2 separate regions of the Oryctolagus cuniculus genome follow, and region 2 is linked to region 1. Evidence: chromatin contacts called from public Micro-C data. All regions are on one chromosome and are shown on one strand. Each heading gives the region's core, a stretch centred on a gene start, on an enhancer-like site or on the middle of the called end of the contact. The rest is flanking DNA. Distances are from core to core; before and after follow the strand shown. Region 1 has its middle 36 kb from the start of CYP27C1. Region 2 holds the start of BIN1 (bridging integrator 1).

Region 1 (6,586 bases), core at 261-2,760:
CATTGGGAAAGTCCAACCCAGGCTACAAAAGCTGATCTTCATGGACTGAGCTTCATAACCTGTGATTTCATCATTAGAATTCTGCTCGGGGCTGGCATTGTGGCTCAGTGCATTGAGTCACTGCTGGAGACGCCGCTAGTTCAAGCCCTGGCTGCTCCACTTCTGATCCAGCTCCCTACTGATGTGCTTAGGAAAGCATTGGAAAAAGGCCCAAGTACGTGGGTCCCTGCCACCTGTGTGGGTGACCCGGATGGAGTTCCCAGCTCCTGGCTTCAGCCTGGTCCAGCTGCAGCTGTTTCAGTCATTTAGGGAATGAACCAGAAAATGGATGATATCTCTCCCCCCCTCCCTCTCTCTGTAACACTTAGGTTATACTGTGTTTCATAACATGTGGTATGGGAATTAATTTGACCTTGTGTTTTTCAAGGGAGCTGCCAGAAAGTTCAAAATTGCATGTGTGATTCCCATTTTGTGTCCACCGGCCAACATTCTCCTCTCCCTCCTCTCATAACCTAGCACATAGTAGGAGCTTCATAATAGAGTCACTTTTGAGACAAATCCGGATCCATGTCTTTCCGTTTACTTATTTTCATTTGAGACACACAGAGAGAGCGCCATCTGCTGGTCACTTCACTAAATGCTCACAGCTGCCCTAGGTGGGGATCGGCCATCACTGCTGCCTTCCAAGGAAGGTGCAGGCAGCCATGGCACTCCAATATGGGACACTGGCCTAGGCATAGCCTAGGCACAGCCTCCTAACCTCTAGGCTAAATGCCCACCCTAGATCAATGTCTTGATTTCTGAGAACATACTCAGCCCCACCAACCTCATCCACCTCAGCTTTAGCACAGGGAATTGCAAATGGCAAGTAAAAACTCACAGACCAGGCTGCTGGGTGCATTTGGGCATAGTCCTGAGAATGCTGGGCAAGGCATAAGAGACAGACACAGCGAGAGAAAGAGAGGAGAGCAGCCTCCCGCGGGAGAAGTGTGCAATGCTGGGGGCTTGAAGGAGCCCAAATCAAAGCTGGCCCAGCCTGCCCCTATGGACAGTCCCTCCCTCATGCAGCAGATACACCACGCAGGCGCCCAGCACCTGCAGCCTCAAGCAAGTAAACTGCTCACCCACAGCTGTCGCTCAAGGAGAAGTCATGGTTTCCTTCTTGTGTTCCATTCCAATGCCCCTACCCTCCCACCCTCGCTACCTGCACCGTTAGGGTTAGCCCAACACGAGCTGGTGGCCACCAGAGCCACGGCAGCAGTGTGTGCTGGCTTCCACTGCGGACACTTCTGCCACGGCAGGTTTCTACAATCGCTTCCAACAACCGTCAGCTCCCAGGAGCCAGTGTGCTCTGGACCAGCTCCAGCACAGGCTGCCGAGCTGCGCTGGCTCCAGCACAAGCTGAAAGGATGCACGGCTCAGAAAACCACAGGGAGCAGCCCGGGCCAGAGGGCAGCAGGGTGCAGAAGCGCCGGGTGGGCGGAGCCTGTGACTCAGCGGAGGTCCCCAGGGAAAGAGGAAAAGCAGGAGAGGAGGAAGAGGGAGAAAGCCGCCTTGAAGAGCGTAGAGATGACCCAAACATTTACATCGTGGGCCAGGCTCCAGGAGGCCAGTACTGCCCCAGAGGGGGAGCCTGGGCGTGGTGGCTGGAGTCACCCCGCGAAGCCCTGCCCTTGTCAGTCCCAAGCAGCCGCTGACTGAGCCTGCCCACCATGCCACATGCTGAGCCATGATCCAGAATGGCACGATCGCCCAAGATCAATCTTACAGGCGTATGTGGTTCCATGATGCAGTCTCCTTGTGGCACCAAGGCACCACTCTAACTTGGCACTCGGACCTCAAACGGCACCCCATCCTCCTGTTTAACCCGTTGCAAGGACACTGGGCAGTTATTTTGTGCAGGCAAACGCAGACAGAGGTGCCTTTGGGACCCTTTACTGAGGCCCAGCCATATGCCAGAGGCTTGGTGTATGCTTATCAGGCACCAAAGGGTAGTCAGAAAAATTCGTGGAAAACGGAATTACAAAAAACATTTATTTTGGCCTGCACCGTGGCTCACTAGGCTAATTCTCCACCTGCGGCGCCAGCACCCTGGATTCTTGTCCTGGTTGCTCCTCTTCCAGTCCAGCTCTCTGCTGTGGCCCGGGAGGACAGTGGAGGATGGCCCAAGTGCTTGGGCCCTGCACGCCATGGGAGACCAGGAAAAGCACCTGGCTCCTGGCTTCGGATCGGCGCAGGGCCAGCTGTAGCAGCCATTGGGCGTGAACCAAAGGAAAAAGAAGACCTTTCTCTCTGTCTCTCTCTCTCTCACTGTCTAACTCTGCCTGTCAAAAAAAAAAAAAAAGTTTATTTTAGTGCAAAATGCCTTTGAAAGCCCTGCATCTATTTTTCATACCATGCATTCTCCATGCATTTTTTGAACAACTCTCATAGCTATTACCATCCCTGGCTTTCACATAAATACCTTGGGATCCTTGAGTTCTTGCCAAGGTCAAAGACTGAACAACATTCAGATCAGGGTACACCCCAGAGCCCTGTGTGCATCCCCAAGCCCGACACATCCCAGGAGCCTCAGATGGGATGGGGGAGAGGGGTCCCCGGGACAGCAGTGAAGAGAATGTATCTTACCCACCTGCTCCGATGTGTGGGTGCTTACAATGCATTGCCGGCAGCTTCTGCACCAACCTCCCTTAGGCAGGGGCACTTACTCAGGGAGCTCCATGGCTTCCAGGCCCTCAAGGAAGGTGTTAATTTCTCTCTCTCTCTCTCTCCCTCCCTCCCTCCCTCCCTCCACCAAAAGCCCATTTTTTTTATTTGGTTCCTATTTTAAAATAGTTGTAAAAAAATATACTCCAGCCATGTTTTCTCTTGCACAGAAAACAGTTTCAAACATCTTTGAGTGGGGGGCGGTCCCTGGATCTGCACCTGCCATTGCTGCTCTAATCCCACGTAGGTTCGTGACTCAGACCCAAAGGGACCCAGGCTCTGGGAGGGACATAGTAATCCTGGGTTTGCACTAAGCCTGTAATTTAAAATCCATGTGTGGTGACATTAACACAAGCTGACATCCTACAAACCCACGCTGCATGCCTGGGGAGCACCCACGGTGCCTGTACCACGTGCCCTGGCAGCCAGCACTTACTCACTTGGCGACAGGTGCTCCCTGCACAGAGACTTCTGTCCCACATCCGCCTCTGTGCAGGGATCCGGCTCCTCGCAGGCTCCTCAGGAGACTCAAAGACACATGAGCCAGCAGAGTTCTTTTGGAAGGATTTTATTATAGGAAGAGCTGAGCGATCAGTTCTGTGGGAAGCAAAGCATTTGGCAGGAACAAAAGCACTTCCCCCAGAGCTGGGTTTCTGCCCCTGAGACACAGAGCCTGGTGGTTTGGCTCCGAGTCTTTGTGTGTCAACATTGACTTTGAGGGCCAAAGCCTGCGGTGCTGGCATCCCATATGGGTGCTGGTTCATGTCTTGGCTGCTACTTTTCCAATCCAGCTCTCTGCTTATGGCCTGGGAACATGGCCCAAGTGCTTGGGCCCCAGCCGCCTATGTGGGAGACCCAGATGGAGCTCCTGACTTCAGCCTGGCCCAGCCCTGGCCATTATGTCCATCTGGGGCGTGAACCAGCAGAGGAAGCTCTCTCTTTCTCCTTCTTTCTCTCTCTGGGTCTCTCCCTCTCTCTGTAACTCTTTCAGATAAAATAAATATTTTTTTTAATTACCAGAAGTTCAGTGATAAATTATCTGACTGTTCAGAAGGACAGGAGCTCAACACCGGCCACCCTGGACTGCATTTCCCAGCTGAGAACCCATTTCCAAAGCCTTCTCTGCCTCCAGCTGCCATGCACATTCCTTGGCTCCGGGCCCCTTCCTCCATCTTCAAAGCCAACCACACCGCACCTCTGACCACTCTTCTGTAAGAGCCCCTCTGAGTCTCTTCTGTCTCCCTCTCTTCCATTGCTAACGACCTTTGTGATGGCACCGGCCCCTCCCAGCTCACCCCAGAGCAGTCCACCCAGTCTTCTTTTTTTTTTTTTTTTTTTTTTTTTACAGGCAGAGTGGACAGTAAGAGAGAGAGACAGAGAGAAAGGTCTTCCTTTGCCGTTGGTTCACCCTCCAATGGCCGCTGCGGCCGTGCGCTGCGGCCGGCGCACCGCGCTGATCCGAAGCCAGGAGCCAGGTGCTTTCCTGGTCTCCCATGCGGGCGCAGGGCCCAAGCACTTGGGCCATCCTCCACTGCACTCCCTGGCCACAGCAGAGAGCTGGCCTGGAAGAGGGGCAACCGGGACAGAATCCGGCGCCCTGACCGGGACTAGAACCTGGTGTGCCGGTGCCGCAAGGCGGAGGATTAGCCTAGTGAGCCGCGGCGCTGGCCTTCATGCATTTCATAAGTGTTACCAGAGGGAAGGCCGTGGAAGCCGTGGTGAAAGAATTCAGGCATGATTGGGGATGGGGCATTCTTCAGGAAGGAAAGGACAGGAGACAGAGAGAGCGCCCAGTCACTCAGACTCGGGGAGAGCAAGGTTACATGGTTGAGTGGAGGAGAGAATACACCTGGGCAGCCCAGGCGGCTCAGCTGAGAGCAGAGGGCTGAGCATGCAGTCCCTTTGGACTTCCTAGGTTTTTAAAGGAGTCTGTTTACCCACCTCTCCCTCTCCTCCAGGACAAGTGATGGAGAGTCCTGTCCAAATGGTTTGTTGGGGTGAAAATTAGCAAATTCCTCCCCAGATTTGCTGGGGCCCAGGCAGAGTAGGGGGCTTCCCTTAGGGCGTGTCTGAGAAGGTTTCATTGCCCCATGTTATCAGGGAACCCCTTTGGTTCAGAGGAGACAGAAGTCTCCTGGGAGCTTTTCTTGGGGGAAGGGCTGGGGCCACCTGGGGGGTTATCAGGGTCTGACCAGGACTTTGAAGTGAAAGATGCTGGGCTTCGGTCTTCAGGCCTTTCTCACACACACATAGGCTCAATTTCCGACTTCCTACCTAAGTACAGCTTTAGGAATATAGTGATTCTTCCCACCATATGGGCCCTCCCACTCACTCCCACCCCTTCCCCTCCCCCCATTCCCAGTCCCATTCTCCATTAAGTACATTTTCAATTAACTTTATACACAGAAGACCAACTCTATACTAAGTAAAGAGTTCAACAATTTGCAGGAAAAAAATGTTCCTCAACAGTGGAGACAAGGGCTATTCAAGTCATTGCTTCTCAAAATGTTGTGGAGTTTCTTGAGCCCTTTATATATTTTGGTCATTAATCCTTTATCAGTTGTATAGCCATGTAATCTTGAGTTTTCATGGGCTCTGGACAACAGAGGAGGATGTCTCTGGGGTGAGGCACCTTTCTTTACCTATCACAGAGAGGACGCTAAAACACAAAACTAAGTGGAGCTCATACACCAGCTGCCTTGGCTGGGAGGGCAACTATTTCCAAAGGGCTTGTGTTTCACTCTCCAGGTAGATGAGAGGTGTGTCCCAGGCTCACAGGAATGGAGTCAGAACTGAGTGCCTCTCTGGCCTCAGAATCAGCCCTTAAGGCATTCAGATCTGGCTAAAAAGCCAAGGAGAGTATTTCAGGCATGGAAAGCCAAGACACTATAGCAAAAAATGACCTTCATTAAAGATCTCTCTGAGTGAGATCCCAGTGGAAAGAAGGGGCCATCAAAGAAAGAGGTACCTTTCTCTGAAGGGTGGAGAGAACTTTCACTTTGATTATGGCTTTGTCTAAATAATCTCGGAGTTTGTAGACTCAAGAGGCTTCCACAGCCCTGGTAGCTCATGACAAGAGCCTCAGGTGATTACTGACGTCATAAATAAAAGTGTCAATTGTTAAATCAACAACAAGAGTCACTGTGCACTTACTCCCCATGTAGGATCTCTGTCCTTAATGTGTTGTACTATGAGAATTAACGTAAAACTAATCTTCAAACAGTACTTTATACTTTGTGTGTCTGTGTGCAAACTATTGAAATCTTTACTTAGTATATACTAAGTTGATCTTTATATAAAGATAATTAAAAATGAATCTTAATGAAGAATGGGATGGGAGAGGGAGTGGGAGATGGGATGGTAGTGGGTGGGAGGGTGGTTATGGGGGAAAAAAACACTGTAATCCAAAAGTTGTACTTTCAAAATTTATATTTATTAAATAAAAGTTTAAAAAAAAAAAAGAAAAAACTTCAACGGACACATTTCAGAGCAAAGACAACACAGCTGGAAAGAACAAGAGCGAACTAGAGAATAAGATGGGAGAAATTTCCCAGGATTCCACTCACAGCAGATAAAGAGAAATTTTGAAAGATAAGAGACATGGAATACAGAATGAGAAAGGCCATCTTATGTTTTATAGAAATTCCTGAAGGAGTAGAGAGAATGGAAGAAAAGCAATATTCAAGATGGCTGAGAACTTTCCAGAACGGATGAAGGACATGAGTCTCCCAACTAGGAGTTTAGCAGGCTCTGGGTTAAGTAAATAAAGGGGGGGGGGGGGGGGGCTGGCGCTGTGGTGTAGCAGGTAAAGCCACTCTCTGCAGTGCCAGCATCCCATATGGGCACCGGTTCAAGTCCTGGCTGCTCCTCTTCTGATCCA
Region 2 (6,407 bases), core at 3,839-6,338, 83 kb before region 1:
TCCCACTCAACCCCTCCCACTGTGGGAGCATCCCTGGGGTCTGAAGGCACCTCCCACTCTCCCACCCTGGGAGCTGCCTGTCACCCCTGCTACAGTGTCAGCCGGCCAGGCCAGGGGCTTGGTCATGCTCACCCCCACACCCTCAGGCACTACAGCAGTGCCCAGTGCATAGCAGGTGCTCCATATTTACAGTGTCAATGAACGGATGACTAGGCAGACCCCATCATCATCACCGTACCAATGGAGACAAGGAAAGCCCAGGGAGGGGAGCTGCTGTGCAGGATGCAAGATTCTCCCAACAAAACTGAGTCCAAGCCCCAGGCCCTCCGCCCACCCGCAGGCTGCCCCTGTACATACCACACACATGCATACGCATGCGCACACACACACCATCCCAGGGCTGTGACAACATCCTAAGCCCCGAGCAGCCCAGGGCTCAGCAGGGATTAGCTGTCTATGGAGGCCTGTAATGGACACTTCTAGGGGAGGGGGGACTCCCGGTGTGGGCTTGCTAGTGCTGCCACAGAGCTGGCATTTAATGAGCACTTGCTGTGTGCCTGGTACCTATCAACACATGGAGGAAGAGAGATCATCATCCCCACTTCATCCAGGAAGGTCCTACAGGCGGCTGGGGGCACCTCAGAGCCCATGCATGCTCTGTAGCCAGCAGATGGGACTTGGGGATTCTAGAACCTTAGCACAGAAAGAAGCCCATCCCGCACTTGTGGTCCAAGTCACACAGCTTGTGAGGAGCAGAGGCCAGAGAGTGAGGGTGACAAGGGATCCCTGAGGGGGCATCTGTGAGGAAGAGGAGAAAGGGCTTCAAGCCTCGGCTTCCCTGACAACCTGTGGGATATTTGAATTTCCCCAGCATTCAAAAGTTGATAAAAATCCAGCCCAAATCTTATGCCCGTACACCCTCCTCTGTAGGAGAGCTGGCATCCCTGCCTCTCTCACCCCCTGATCTGCACGTGGGTCCATACCTCCTGGAATCTCCTTCTCCTTCTCCCACACAGCCCAGCAAACTCTGCCTCCTCTCCCCATCCAGGACAGGACAGCCTTTGCAAGACTTCAACCATGAGCCACCAGTCTCCCCTGTGCTGAGGCCACCCAGGGCCAAGGGGGCTCATGGAGATCTTGGGGGTCCGGTGTCCAGCCTCCCCACCCCCACCTGCAAGAGCCACAGGGCCACAGGCCCCAGACACTCCCACCCACCCACCCCAGAGGGTATGCTCAGCTCAAAATCCCCTCCAGCAGGCAACATGAGCCCTCTCCCATAAATAACTCAGGCACAGGGAGAAGCTGAGCCATGACTGCTGACAAGCAAGGGAAAAGAGCAGCTCAGAGAAAAGAGGCTCAGAGCAAGAGAGACAGGGAGGCGGCCAGAGGGGTACAAGGAAAGAGGTGGACGGCAGATGGAAAGACAGGGAATGGGTGGAGGGCAGCAGCTTTGGACCAGGGCGGGAGAAGGGGGCGGAGCACATGCAAAATACAGGTAGGTGGAGCCCCAGGCCTGGGAGGGGCTCTGGCTCCAGCCTAAGGGCCCCAGATGCCCCTTCTGGTAAAGGGGCACCTGTGCACCCACTCTGGGAATAGCCTGACTACTCCTAAGGCCAATGTGAGGAAAGGGCTTGGGCACAGGCCTGGCTCCTACATGCTGCTGCTTGAGACCTTGACCATGCCCATGGGCCTGGTGTGATTCACAGCCATGTGTCAGGGTCCTATAAATAACCTCCCCCCTGCACTTTCCTCTAGGAGCACATGCCAGCCCTGGGCCAGGCACAGGCAGTCCCTGGCCCTGCACCTCCCCAGTGTCCAGCCTGCACCCCTCAGCTCCCATGCTAGCCAGGGTCTTCCTCGCTCCCATACTCATCACCAGCCCAACCCCACCAGAACCAGGCCAGCCTCAGTCAACTTGGCTCCTTGAGGACTCCGGGGGGAGGCAGCCCTCGAGGGGCCAGCAGGCCCGATTCCACCCCCACCCTACCCCAGCTGTCCTTCTCCCCAGCCACTCCTCCACCCCAACTCCAGCCAGGGGCCCAGCCCGCCAGCCTCTAATCCTTTCTGTCATCTGACCCAAGCCCCACCCTGAATTGGCTTTGCCCAGTCACCTTTCAAGGCCCAAAAATGGACACAGTCATTTATAGAGGGTCCGACAAGCCAAACGCAATGGGAAGATGACCTCATGGCACCCACAGGCCCAAACTCCAGGCACGCACTCTGCACCCAGGCACTCTGGGGGTGGCTTGGAGGCAAGAAGTATGGGACAAGACCTCCTGAGAGTCAGCTCAGTGCAGGCCACAGTCACTGCACCCTGCCTGAGACAGCCTTCCAGGGGCTCAGCCAGGGAAGGGGGCTCCCCAGCAGGTGTCAAGGCAGGAGATGATGAATGAGGGAGGACGCCCACTCGCAGGCCTGCACCAGGGCACCAAGACAAGCCCCCAAACACGCCTAATGGGGCCAGGTGAACGCCCAAAGGCACACACAAAGAAATCTGCCCAGGAGAGCCTATGGGAACCCACCACCAGGGCGGGGGGTGTCCACAGAGAGACTCAGAGGAAAGTGGGCTCAGTGACCCCGCCGGGCAGGCTGCCCTTGACCATGCCATCACCCTCTGAGTCCTGGACCAAAAGAAAAAGTAAGAAGATTCCCTCTGCCCTGCCCCCCATCAGGGCAACAGGGGGAATGGAATGGTCCCATTACTTGTGGGGAGGATGAAGGCAAGGTGGGGCCAGTGGCCGGGAAGCTTGTAAGACACAAGGGTTCGGGCCGCGGGATTTCGACGTGGAATTAGCACCACCAGAAGGTGCTGGGAAGGCAGCCTGGTTAGTGGTACCCGGGCTGCAAGAGGGCTGTGATGTGGATTCCGAGCAGCAGAAGGCAAGCAGGGAAAGGCTGCTGTAGTTGGAGGCACAGGACTTTTTGGGAGCAGAGCCTGCAGCTGGGCCAAGAAAGGGGGGGAGGGAGGAAGGCTACTCTACTTTCAGGAGGGGTCAGGAGGCCTGTGGAGCTGGCTTGGCTTCTGCTGGAGGCAGGGTCCCTGACGGCGTGGAGAGCAGCTGGAGCACCAGGCAGCTGCAGTCCCAGGCTCCCCGCAGCATCCACTCAGCTGAGCAGCTGTCGGCCAACTGCCTGTGGCCACAGAACAGGGGCTGGAGAGGGAGGGCCGGCCGCCCAGGGGGTCAGTCCTCCATGGCTAACTGCCCCTGCCCCTGCCTACTGCTCCCAGAACCACATCAAAGACACTGCTGCTGCAGCAAAAAGGCAGCCAGGGGCCGAGGGACACACCAAGAGCAAGAGGAGCGAGTGTGGTGGGGGCGGGGAGCTGGTCCCGGCCTCCCATTCATCTCCTGAGACCCTGAGGAGCAGGAAGCAGGCTCAGGCCCAGGGCTGCAGGCACTTCCGTGGATTACCTTGTCATTGGGGGAGACAGAGGCAGAGGGACCCCACCTGAAGGCTTCCCAGCCCCCCCTCCCCCGCCAGCTACTGGGGGCTCTAACCCCTCCTCCTCTCGGCCTGGTAGGGGAACTGGGCCTGGTTAGATCTGGTGCTTGGCTGCGGGCCTATCCCTGCACGCACACCCACCCACTCCTTAGCCGGGAACACAAGGATGAGCAGGAGGACTCCCAGGGAGGCACAGGGGCGCTCTAGCACCCCCCCCATCACGTGGTTGCATCCTTAGGGAGAAAGTCAGTGTTTATAAACAGCCGCAAGGCCTGGCAGGGGGAGGCCGGCCCGTCCTGGGTCCCCACGCGCTAGCAAGGGGCTGCGGAGGCTTCAGGCCCATCTGACCGCCAGGCTCCGAGGAGCCCCCCCTGCCAGAAGAGGGGATTCTGCTCTCTCAGATTTCAGAGACGGGATCAGCAGGGGAAGTGGCGTCAGCAGCTGGCCTGATCCAATTCAATACACCCGAGGTGGCTAGAGATAACAGGGCCGGCCAGCGCGCACCCCCAGCCCCGCCATCCCCCCGCATTTCCTGCACAGTCAGGTGCCCCCCGGGAGTCCCGGCTCCATCCATCTCCCCGGGCCAGCCGCGAGTCGCGCCCCGCTCGGAGGGCTCGGGTTTCCCGCGGCGCACTACACGCCCCTCCCTACCCGGGTCCGCCGGGGGCTCCCACAGCCGGCGCCGCCGCCACCCGCTCCCGGGCCGCTGGGAACGTGAGGCCCCCTGCGGGGCCCGGCTGGAGCTCCCAGGCCGCAGGCACCTCTCGAGAAAGGAAACCGATCCTTGCTCTGGCCCGCGGCTTACGGAGGTAGAGAGGCGGTAGGAAGGAGGCCACCACCGGCGCCGGGCAGCAGCCTCGGCAGTCCCGGCGCTGGTGTTCCGGGGGTCGGGAGGACAGGCCGGACTGGCCGCGTGGGCCTGGAGCCCTGGGGGTCGCCACCTCGCCTCCCAGCCTCCCCGGCCGCGGCCTCCGGGGCGGGGTCAGCCGGCTTTGCCCTCCCGGAGAGGAGCCCGGAGCGAGGCCGCCACTTCCCTGCGGGAGAGCGGCGAAGGGACAAAGCGGCTGGAGGAGGGGTGGGTGAAGGGACTGCTGCGCCCGCGCCTGCCCCGGCCCCGGCACCGGGCGAGGAGACAAGGACGCGAGCCGAAGAGGGCGCGCGCAGAACGCCTGGGGGCCGCAGCCCGGGGACCCCCGAAGGCCCTGGGTAGTGGTCGTCCGGAGGTGACAGTGCCGGACCCCGGGTGAGAACCAGCCCCGAGTGGGGAGGGGAGGACAGGTGGCCGGTGCTCGGGCGCGCTCACCTTCTCCTGCGCGCGGGTGAGCTTTTTCTGCACGTTGCTGGCGATCTTCCCCGCCGTCACCCCCTTGCTGCCCATGTCTGCCATCTCGGCGCCGGCCTCGCCCGGTGGCGGGCGCCTATCTCGCGCGGGGAGGCCGTGCGCGCCGCGCTCCCAGCCCCCAGCCCCAGCCGCGCGTCCGGCTCCCGCTCCACGCCGCGCACCACACAGCCCGGCCGACTGGCGGAGGCGGAGCGTGCGCCCGGCGAGCGACGCGGGGACCGAGGGAGGGACGCGCCGAGGGCGGGGGAGGGGCCGGGATGGAGGGGAGGGGCCGGGCCCCCGGGGGCGGTGGTCAGCGCCCCCCGCCCGCCCCCGCTGGACAAGACCCTGCCTTTTAAAGGGCCACTGCGGGCGCCGGAACCGCGCAAGGAGGAGGGAGTGGCGCGCGCGGGGCTCCTGGGAACTCCGGGGACACCGCCCCGCGGCAGGCACGAACACCGCAACCCAGAGTCCCGGGTCGGCTTGGTCCTCCCTCCTCCCCAGCAGTCACCTCCTGCAGCCTGGGAAGAGGAGGCCCGGTGGGGAGGGAAGGAACGGAGCCCGGAAAACTCCGAGGTGAAGTTGAGCGCGCAGTGCGGGACGCCGGCTGCGTGGCGAGCGCAGCCGCCCGCAGCGCCCTCTGCCTGCCCCGGGTCGCGCCACGCCGCTTCCTCCCGGCCTGGAGCGGCGCAGGTGAACCCTCGGGGACGCCCGATTGGTGCCAGCCAGGCGCCCGTCCTTCCAGTTTGCCACTGATTACCAAGACAACGAGCGAACGCCACTGAGCCCCGGCTGCGTGCCCGGCGCTGGGTTGGGTGACTCACTCAGCGGCCTCGATGGCCCTAGAAGGTAGGGGCTGCCGCTGCCCTTTCACACTTGAGACGCCAAGAGATCTGCACCCCCAACCGTGCACCTGGACGCACCGGGAGGCCTCGGGAAACTGAGCCCCACTCCCTCGTGCCTTATAAAGAAGATAAGATTGTTGTCCGCTGGCCAGCTTTGTCAACGGGACGATGCCACTCGTTCTAAACAAATCAATGCGGGCTGGGTCTGCTGATTTCCACCCTCAAAAACAAGTCAGCTGCCTACAAGATCTCAGGATCTGGGGGCGGATGCAAAGCAGATGTGGGTCTTGCTGAAGAGGCTCAGCCATGCCCAGGGTGTGGGTTTGGGTCCCACAGGGCACCCAGAGAGAGAAGCAGAGCTGTTAGATGGGTGGGTGTCTCCGAGAGATTTTCTGGGTGAATAGAGGGGCCTTCACAGACCACACGCCGAGCCTCTTGGACCACTTGAGGCAACTTTCTTTTTCTCTGTTAAGATGTATTTACTTACTTGAAAGGCGGAGCTACAGGGAGGGAGAGACAGAGAGAGGTCTTCCATCCACTGGTTCACATCAGCTGAGTCAGGGCCAAAGCCAGGAGCATGGAATTCCATCTGAGTCTCCCAGATGGGTACAGGGACCCAGCAGGGGGCTGGACCAGTAGCCAGGACTGCATCAGGAGCTCATATGGGATGCTGGCGTCACAGGCAACAGCTTAACCTGCTGTGCCACAATGCTGGCCCCAGCATGGGCAGCTTTCTCTGGCTACTCATTCTTCCAGATGTTAATTAGTAGCCCCCTCCAAGGCCTCCTCTGCAGACA

The links. A called contact is a pair of places that touch in the nucleus more often than the background predicts.
Region 2: a Micro-C map of ear pinna shows a contact between it and region 1, with 3 times the contacts expected there. The contact joins the promoter of BIN1 here to the enhancer-like site in region 1. A contact is called at or near these places in 2 of 6 Hi-C or Micro-C datasets (ear pinna and psoas muscle).

What each region holds. Positions count from the first base shown.
Region 1 is chr3:122,371,840-122,378,425 of mOryCun1.1, reverse strand. No RefSeq gene overlaps it. Among named protein-coding and RNA genes, the nearest start is that of CYP27C1, 36 kb to the right of the region's middle. Within about 2 kb of position 1,510, at least 2 of the 8 cell types and tissues checked have an H3K27ac peak or open chromatin away from gene starts, as enhancers often do.
Region 2 is chr3:122,458,942-122,465,348 of mOryCun1.1, reverse strand. It overlaps BIN1 (bridging integrator 1), which reads right to left and starts at 5,088. Exons shown (of 14, transcript XM_051848804.2): 1 at 4,748-5,088. The coding sequence starts at 4,831.